2 separate regions of the Sus scrofa genome follow, and region 2 is linked to region 1. The links are chromatin contacts, called in public HiChIP or PLAC-seq maps. All regions are on one chromosome and are shown on one strand. Each heading gives the region's core, a stretch centred on a gene start, on an enhancer-like site or on the middle of the called end of the contact. The rest is flanking DNA. Distances are from core to core; before and after follow the strand shown. Region 1 overlaps HMBOX1 (homeobox-containing protein 1). Region 2 has its middle 21 kb from the start of KIF13B.

Evidence for each region. HiChIP or PLAC-seq counts read pairs in DNA pulled down with a chosen protein or histone mark.
Region 2: a contact with region 1 is called in an H3K27ac HiChIP or PLAC-seq map of alveolar macrophages. The contact joins two enhancer-like sites. A contact is called at or near these places in 2 of 47 Hi-C or Micro-C datasets (epiblast stem cells and retroperitoneal adipose tissue) and 1 of 2 datasets of contacts at active chromatin or transcription factors (alveolar macrophages).

Annotation. Positions count from the first base shown.
Region 1 is chr14:12,858,618-12,862,490 of Sscrofa11.1, reverse strand. The region is part of intron 6 of HMBOX1 (homeobox-containing protein 1); the gene reads right to left. Among named protein-coding and RNA genes, the nearest start is that of HMBOX1, 170 kb to the right of the region's middle. Within about 2 kb of position 1,515, at least 2 of the 83 cell types and tissues checked have an H3K27ac peak or open chromatin away from gene starts, as enhancers often do. A contact at or near this core is called in alveolar macrophages, where this site is marked.
Region 2 is chr14:13,119,977-13,123,822 of Sscrofa11.1, reverse strand. No RefSeq gene overlaps it. Among named protein-coding and RNA genes, the nearest start is that of KIF13B, 21 kb to the right of the region's middle. Within about 2 kb of position 2,407, at least 31 of the 83 cell types and tissues checked have an H3K27ac peak or open chromatin away from gene starts, as enhancers often do. A contact at or near this core is called in alveolar macrophages, where this site is marked.

The DNA of each region.
Region 1 (3,873 bases), core at 266-2,765:
TCTTCCTTTCTGTTATGTCAGCTATTGCTAGTAGAAAGAAGGTTACAAAAAAGATTTTTAAGGTGATCTGGAATTATTAAGTTTCTTACACTTGGTGTACAAGTTGTCCTGAAGCCGGAAACCTATTTTTAAATAGAAAGCATTGAATTATAAACTGGCCATATGCCAACCTGACACTACTGACTGACAATTTACTATAACATTAAGATCACTAACAGGGTTGATAAAATCAATCCACCGTCTCCTGCATGGTTCAGTACAATGCTTCTGCAAAAACGACTACCTGTTGCTAAAAGGATATGGTCTGTATATAAAATGAGAACTTGTTCTCTCAGGAGGAGGTTTCAACAAAGAGCAGATCAAACATGGACAATAAGCATAGATTCTTCACAGAATCAGAGGTAAACCGGTTGGGGATTATTCTGATACCTCCCTGAAAAGGGAAAAACACAGTTGTACTTAGAGGTATTTGCTACATTCTCTTAAACTTACCTTTTTATTTCCTGTGTTATGGGTTTACAGCTGTTTTTAGTTTAGTCAATCAAGCTATTCAGGATATACATAAATGACTGCTTAACTGCCTTTTAAAAAGCCAAATTAATTCTGGAACACTTGTCAAAGAGACATGCTACTTATATTGTCAGAGCTGAGAGATTATTTTACCAACTATACACAAGATAAATAAATCTTCAGTGATACAAGAGCAAATATGGGGTATAGTCATATTCTGAGGAAGGGATTTTGATGACAAACTAAGGTCTTTAGCCCCAGAAAGATGGTAATTATAGGAGAGTCTCAAAAGGGTTAGAAACTATTGATTCATCTGGCCTTGAAGTGGATGACAGGTCAAAGTAGGAGCCAATAAAATAGAATATTTGGATGAGGCACTATTACGATTGGGATTTCTATGGTACATAGGTTTTCAAAAAGACCTATTTTCTTCTTTTTTAAAATGGTTGCACCTATGGCATATGGAAGCTCCCAGGCCAGGGACTGAATCTGAGCCAAAGCTGTGCCCTATCCTGCACAGTGACCCAAGCCTCTGCAGTAGGATTCTCAACGTACTGCAATACAGCAGCAACTCCAAAAAAGACCATTTTAAAATGCTTTCTATCACTGAAATTACATGTTTCGTGCATGCTTACACAACCAAAAGGCAACTAAAACAGAAGTAGAATATTTACCCACAAGGGCATATTCTACTAATTTGAGAACTTCAAACATCAAACACATATGCAAACCTCGAGACATGCTGTGAATGTTTATAGTCTATCAATAATGATTTCTGAATGCACTATCTGTCATAAGGAGTGGTATAAGTAGAAGCTCAATAAATATTTTTTGAGTTTATAAAAGAAAAAGCCCTCTCATTTTTCTGTGGAGGTTTTCCAGTCAGTCTATAAGCTGGTCTCCATCAGTATTAATATTTATAATATGATGCTTATAATTCTGCTTCTGCGATGAATCACATCTTCACTGGTGACTCATTATACACAACACCAGCATATACCCAACTATATTTCATTTCTTTGTAAACTGTGGCCAGAGAACAACATGAGGAACATGGGGACTTTTGTTCTATTTAACTGGCTGGCTCAGGGACTAGAGAAATGAGGGATCAGTTGTTTGTACAAAATGAAACTGCTGGCACATCTATGCAAGGATGAAGATAATTTTTAATCTACCTCAAAAAAAAAAAAACTGTAATAATTTCTCTTTCGGCTATTTCTGTTTGACCAAAAAGGAACCAGGAAGTATAATTTGCCAATTTTAAAATGCATTTAAGGATAGTTTATCTTCTTACTGGCTATGAGAAATGGATTGGGATAACTTTACCTGTCAATAAGTGGGAAAGTTTTGTTGTTTTTTTCCTCAAATAGTCTAATGGACTGAAATGAGGTCATGTTCAGGCTCCTGCTGTCTTACAGAGATGTGAAGAACTTCCTTCTATTTGCAGAAATACAGGAGGTGTAGCTCATTATGTCCACCCAGTCATTCCATAAGGAGTATTAAAGAGCTTAAACTCTTTTTAAAATTCAACTTCCAGCATCCATTAATTCCAAAATTTATAATGTATTCTTGCAGCATTTTCTATCCTAGAACAGCAATGACATCAGGAGAGAGGAAAAGGAAGACCAGCTTGCCAGGGGTTGCAGTGAAGGCAGGGCAACCATTAGATTTTACGAGACCCAATCCTACCCCCACAAAGTGATTTTGTTGGGGTAAAATAGTACAATGATCAGGCTAAGGGAAAAATGACATTGAGGCAGATAAAAGTAATTTTTCTGCTGTTTCTGAGTCATTTTGAGTGAATCATTTTAAATTACAGAATTACTGTTTATCATTGAACCGAACTGAAGGCCTTACGATTTTAACAGAACTAGAAAATACTGTATTATTCCACTCCCACCCCAAGTCTAATATGTCTAGCAGAGAAGATGGGGGGAAACCACGTTCTAATTTCATTAAAGTTGTAGGAGTCTTCTTAAGTATTCAATTCAATCAAGTTCAAGCAACACTTACTGATGTCACACTTTATACATAGCACTGTGCAAGCCCAGGAATGAGCCAGTTAGTTACAACCAAACCCTAGTCTACAGAGGCGCATAAACTACATCACTGAAACACTAGGTAAAATTCACTTAACAGATGGTGAAATAATTCATTATGGTAAAGATATGGCTCAAATTTTCTTGCCAACGATGCACTGCTATCACAGAAGTCAGTAGGAAAATTGGATTTTATAATTTCATAACAATCCGCTTATTTTAATACAAGTCAGCAAGGGAAAATGCATCAAAAATTTTAATTGAAAATGACTGGAATTTTAAAATATTTCCTTGCCACATATAAAAGGGAATATCATTTAGGCTCCTGTCTTTTTGTTTGTTTGTTTGTCTTTTTGCCTTTTCTAGGGTTGCTCTCGCGGCATATGGAGGTTCCCCGGCTAGGGGTCCAATCAGAGCTGTAGCCGCCAGCCTACACCAGAGCCACAGCAACGTGGGATCCAAGCTGCGTCTGCAACCAAACCACAGCTCACAGCAACACCAGATCGTTAACCCACTGAGCAAGGCCAGGGATCGAACCCACAACCTCATGGTTCCTAGTTGGATTCATTAACCACTGTGCCACGACGGGAACTCCTAGGCTCCTGTCTTTAAAAAGGAAGGCTGAGAAATTTTCAAAACAGTTTCAAGTTTTTAATTCCCAGGATGTTTTACAAGTATTAAATACAGAATCCACCCCACTCCCCAACATAATTTGAGTCCCTGTCATAAAAGTACTATTGCTGATTCTTTATATGTGAGAAGACAAAACGGCATAAACAATCTAGAAAAAACAACCTAGAAAATGGCTTAAGAGATTTTTTCAATTAAAATAATCATACTTTGGCATGGATGCAAATATGAATGCTTGAGAAAGACAAATGTTCCAGCAGTGGAGATACAAGGGTTTTTCACAATCAGGATGCAACCCTACTTCCCCAGCTTCATTTCCTGCCTGAGTAGCCATACACTCCAGTTACCTAATTTTTCATGCCTCTGTGCTTCTGCATATACTGCTTCTACTGCCAAGAATGCCTTTCTTCCTTTTCCCAAACTACCAAATCATACTGTTCTCCAGGACCAGCTTCAAAGTCACCTCAGTGTTGCCTTTCCTCATACCACTCTCCTCTACAACTACCTCTTCTGTGAGGTGTTTTGTTTTGTTTTTTTTCCTCTTAAACCTGACTCCTCCACTGGACTGAGACCTCCTTTTAAAATCTAATCTTTCAGTATGCTCCAGCACTCTGTATGGTGACTGGCACGCAGGAGATAAATGACTTTCTTCTGAGTAAAGATACTAAAGAGACTTTTACTGGCTGAGGCTTGG
Region 2 (3,846 bases), core at 1,158-3,657, 260 kb before region 1:
CTATGGAATGGGCGTTGCTATACCCATTTTACGATGGAAGAAACCGAGGTTCAAAGACATTCACGTTCCTGAAGTCACACATATGACAGGAAGCTTCTGAAGGAGATTCCAAAGATCCCTGCCTCCTGGTATCCCCACCACACTGTGTGCTTTCCCATCCCCTGGGGAATGAGCTAAAACCAGTGGCTGTAATCAAAATAATCCAGCAAAAGTGATGGGATATCACTTCTGAGATTAGGCTACCAAAGACCAACTTTCCTCTCATTCTCTTTCTCTCTGGGTCTTCTTTCCTCTTCCTTTTTTTAAATTAATTTCTAAATTTTTATTAGAGTACAGTTGATTGACAGTACTGTGTCAATGTCTGCTCTACAGCATAGTACATATACAATGGAATACTACTCAGCCATAAAATAGAACAAAATAATGCCATTTGCAGCAACCTAGATGCAACTAGATTCTCATACTAAATAAGTCAAAAAAGAGAAAGACAAATATCATGTAAGATCACTTATATCTGGAATCTAAAATGTGGTGCAAACGGTCCCACCTACAAAACAGAAACAGACTCTTCTTTCTTTTTCATTCTGATGAAGGAAGTTACCATGGGGAAAGCTGTCCTATGGAGAGGCCCATGTGAAGAAACTGAGGTCTTCAACCCAGCAGCCCTTAAGGATCTGAGGTCTGCCGACAACCACACAGGTGAGCACAAAAGCAGATCCTCCCCAAGCTGAGCCACCAGATGAGACCACAGCCCCCACTGACATCTGAAATCCCGCTCAGTCACAGCCAGATGCCTGACCCATGGAAACTGAGGTAACGAACATTGTTGTTCTTAGCCACTAAGCTTTGGGTAATATGTTTCACAATAAAGAACTGATAACACACCACTAGTAAGAGGCAATCAGATATCTGACAGGTCTGAGACCACTTCCTAGGCATGGTTATACACTAACAAATAACTAAATCCTCAGAGGAGGTACCTCTGAATAGAAATTTTAAGAAGAGTCCAGACAATGTAAATCATCCAAAGTAGAGCTAAACTTTTTTTTTTTTCTTTTCTTTTCCTGGCCTAACCTGCAGCATGTGGAAGTTCCCAGGCTAGGAGTCGAATTGGAACTGCAGCTGCAACCTACACCACAGCCACAGCAACACTGGCTCCAAGCTGTATCTGCAACCTACACCACAGCCTGCGGCAACGTCAGATACTTAACCCACTGAGGGAGGCCGGGGAATCAAACCCTCATCCTCACAGAGACTATGTCAGGTCTTTAACCCACTGAGCCACAACTGGAACTCCCTAAACTTATCTTTAAAACTCACTTAGTCTAACCCTTTCAGTTTACAGTTCAGGAAGCTGAGGGACTGAGATATTTCCACTGCTCCCATGGCATTTGGGAAGGGCCAGGACTTGGACCTAGTTCGTTCCCCGTCCAAAGTCTTTACACTGCTTCATCCTCACTTGCCTTGCTATTTAAGGCAGGAATAATGACTTCTTGGGTCTTGCTCACTAACGTGTTTTGTATAAATGGCCTGTATGTGTTAGGAAGTAATGAATACTTGTTGCAAGAGTAGAAGACCAACAAATGGTCCTTGATGATCACAATGAAGAGAAGTTGCTCAATGTGTCTTCATACCCGTTGTCCTCACCTCCTTCCCCAGCAGCCAGAAATGGGCATGGAATTGGTAGGAACCCTGGGTAGTGGGATACCTGGCAGATTTCTGGACAGGAAACTGTGATCAGGCTACACGTAGGCAAAAGGGAAGGAGATAGAAAAGCTAAATTAGCCAGAACAGTGCAGATATTTTGTGGATTCTGGGATGTGGAATGTTGTTCAGGAAATTGAGAATTTTTAAGAGCTCAAAGGAATCCTCAGAAGAAGAAGATAGTAGTATTTGCAGAAGTCTTATCAAGCACCTTCTCTTCTCCTTGAGCCTCATTCATGAGCTGTAATGTTAACATATGTCCACTAGAGGGCAGCACTTACCCTTCCCCAAGGCAGAATTTTTACCTTGCGCTCTCTCCTGTTCGAGCCTCATTCATAGACTGTAATGTTAAGATATGTCCACTAGAGGGCAGCACTTACCCTTCCCTAAAGCAGAAGCTCTAGATTTTGGTCAAAAAACTGTTTGCCTGCCAAACTGAATTTATTAAAATCGACTTGGGTTTCCAGTTTTTATTTACGAAAACGCACAAATGATAGCTACCATACATTTTGGGTCACTCTGAGATAAGCAGTGTTATAAAATTCTATCTGCCCCACACCAAAATGGCCTCAGATAAATGTAAAACAAGTTATTAAAACGCTGAAAATTTAAAAGAGAGAATTAAGGAGGGGAGGAAAGGAGATAAAGGAAGAAAGGACAAGAGGGAGGAAGTCTGAGACCCTTGTTGACTTCCCAGTTCCCTTGGGATCCAGAAGCTCTGGTTTGGGGAAACCCCAGTCTCAGCCAGGGTCGTCCTGCCATCTGTTCGGGGTAGGGTGGTCCTTTTTTCCTTTTCAAAATCGGGCAGGCAAGCTTCCTTAGGTAGAGCTTCCTAACTTATGTTAAGGAAGTGCTAAATATGTGTTAACAGTCGGCAAAATTCAGATGATTTGAAAAGGAGTGTTAATGTTATAAAAGTTCACCGCAGAGGCACGTTGCCTGCAATAAAAATATTGTCCACCAGGTGGCGGTGTTGCCCTAGCGTCAAACTCTCCTCGGCCTCTTCGCTTCAGGAGGGTCCTGGAGTGTTAGTCTCATCAGTGGCCTCCAAATGTATTTTAATTCCAAATCCAGGAAGAGGGGGGAAAATGAGGGGAAGAATGACTTCTCCTTCCCATCCCCACAGCAACATCCCAATGGCTCTCTAACTGCCCTCCCTGATTTCCACTCTTTTGCCCTCCTTTAAAGACAAGTCTCCTGTTGTTTCTTCCAGCACCACTCCTCACAACAGGCTTAGCCATGTCCCACGGGTGTCCTCAGAACACCAATAAGAATTTATCATCACCATGGTGGGTATATCTTGACCCATCTACCCCCTCTTGAAGGACTGTGACATATATTGTGTGTCCCCAAAGAATACATAGGCATCGTCATTCATGACGTGACAGGTGGCCCAGCAAGGTGCTCCTGAAGGGAATTCTGGATTCAGATCCTAACTCTGCTCTTTTTTTCCCCCCACTTTGGGCAAGTCACTTAACCTAGCTCACCGTTGGATTCTCCATCTATAAAACAAGGTACCACAAGCCCCCTATGGGGCTGTTGGCAGGTTTGAGCAATAAATGCTAGCTACCACGGTAAATAACTCTTTGCTGAACGAAACCAGCTCTACCCAACACATCAGCATCCAATTATTCTTCCTAAGTTGTCACTTGTGTCATATCACTCCCAGATCAAACTCCTGGATCTGCTTAATTTGGACGAAGCTCCAACTCTTCTTAGCTTCCATAGTTATTGATTTATCTCTATTTTTAAAAACACATCTATTATTGTTTAAATAGTTCTTTAAACACTATTTTTGTAAAAGCATGTTTTGTAATTACCAGTTGGTCACAAGAAAATGACTCTTATCAGAATCACTCTTGTCAGGAACAGTTCTGAGAACCTGCCTTTAATTCAGTGCTTTCCAGTTCTGGCTTCATGTTAAGATCGCCTGGGGTGCTTTGTCAAGCATTCCAACACCCAACCCCAGAAATTCCCATCTAATTTGTCTGGGGTGTGGTTGGACATTGGGATTGAAAAGGTTTCCCAGGGAGACTATGGTGCAGCCAGTGGTGAGTGGCACCTCTGCTTTGTCACACCTGGTAGAATCTTCATGCCCACTCACCTGCAACCACACAGTTTTCAAGTTCTCGCTCCTCAGCT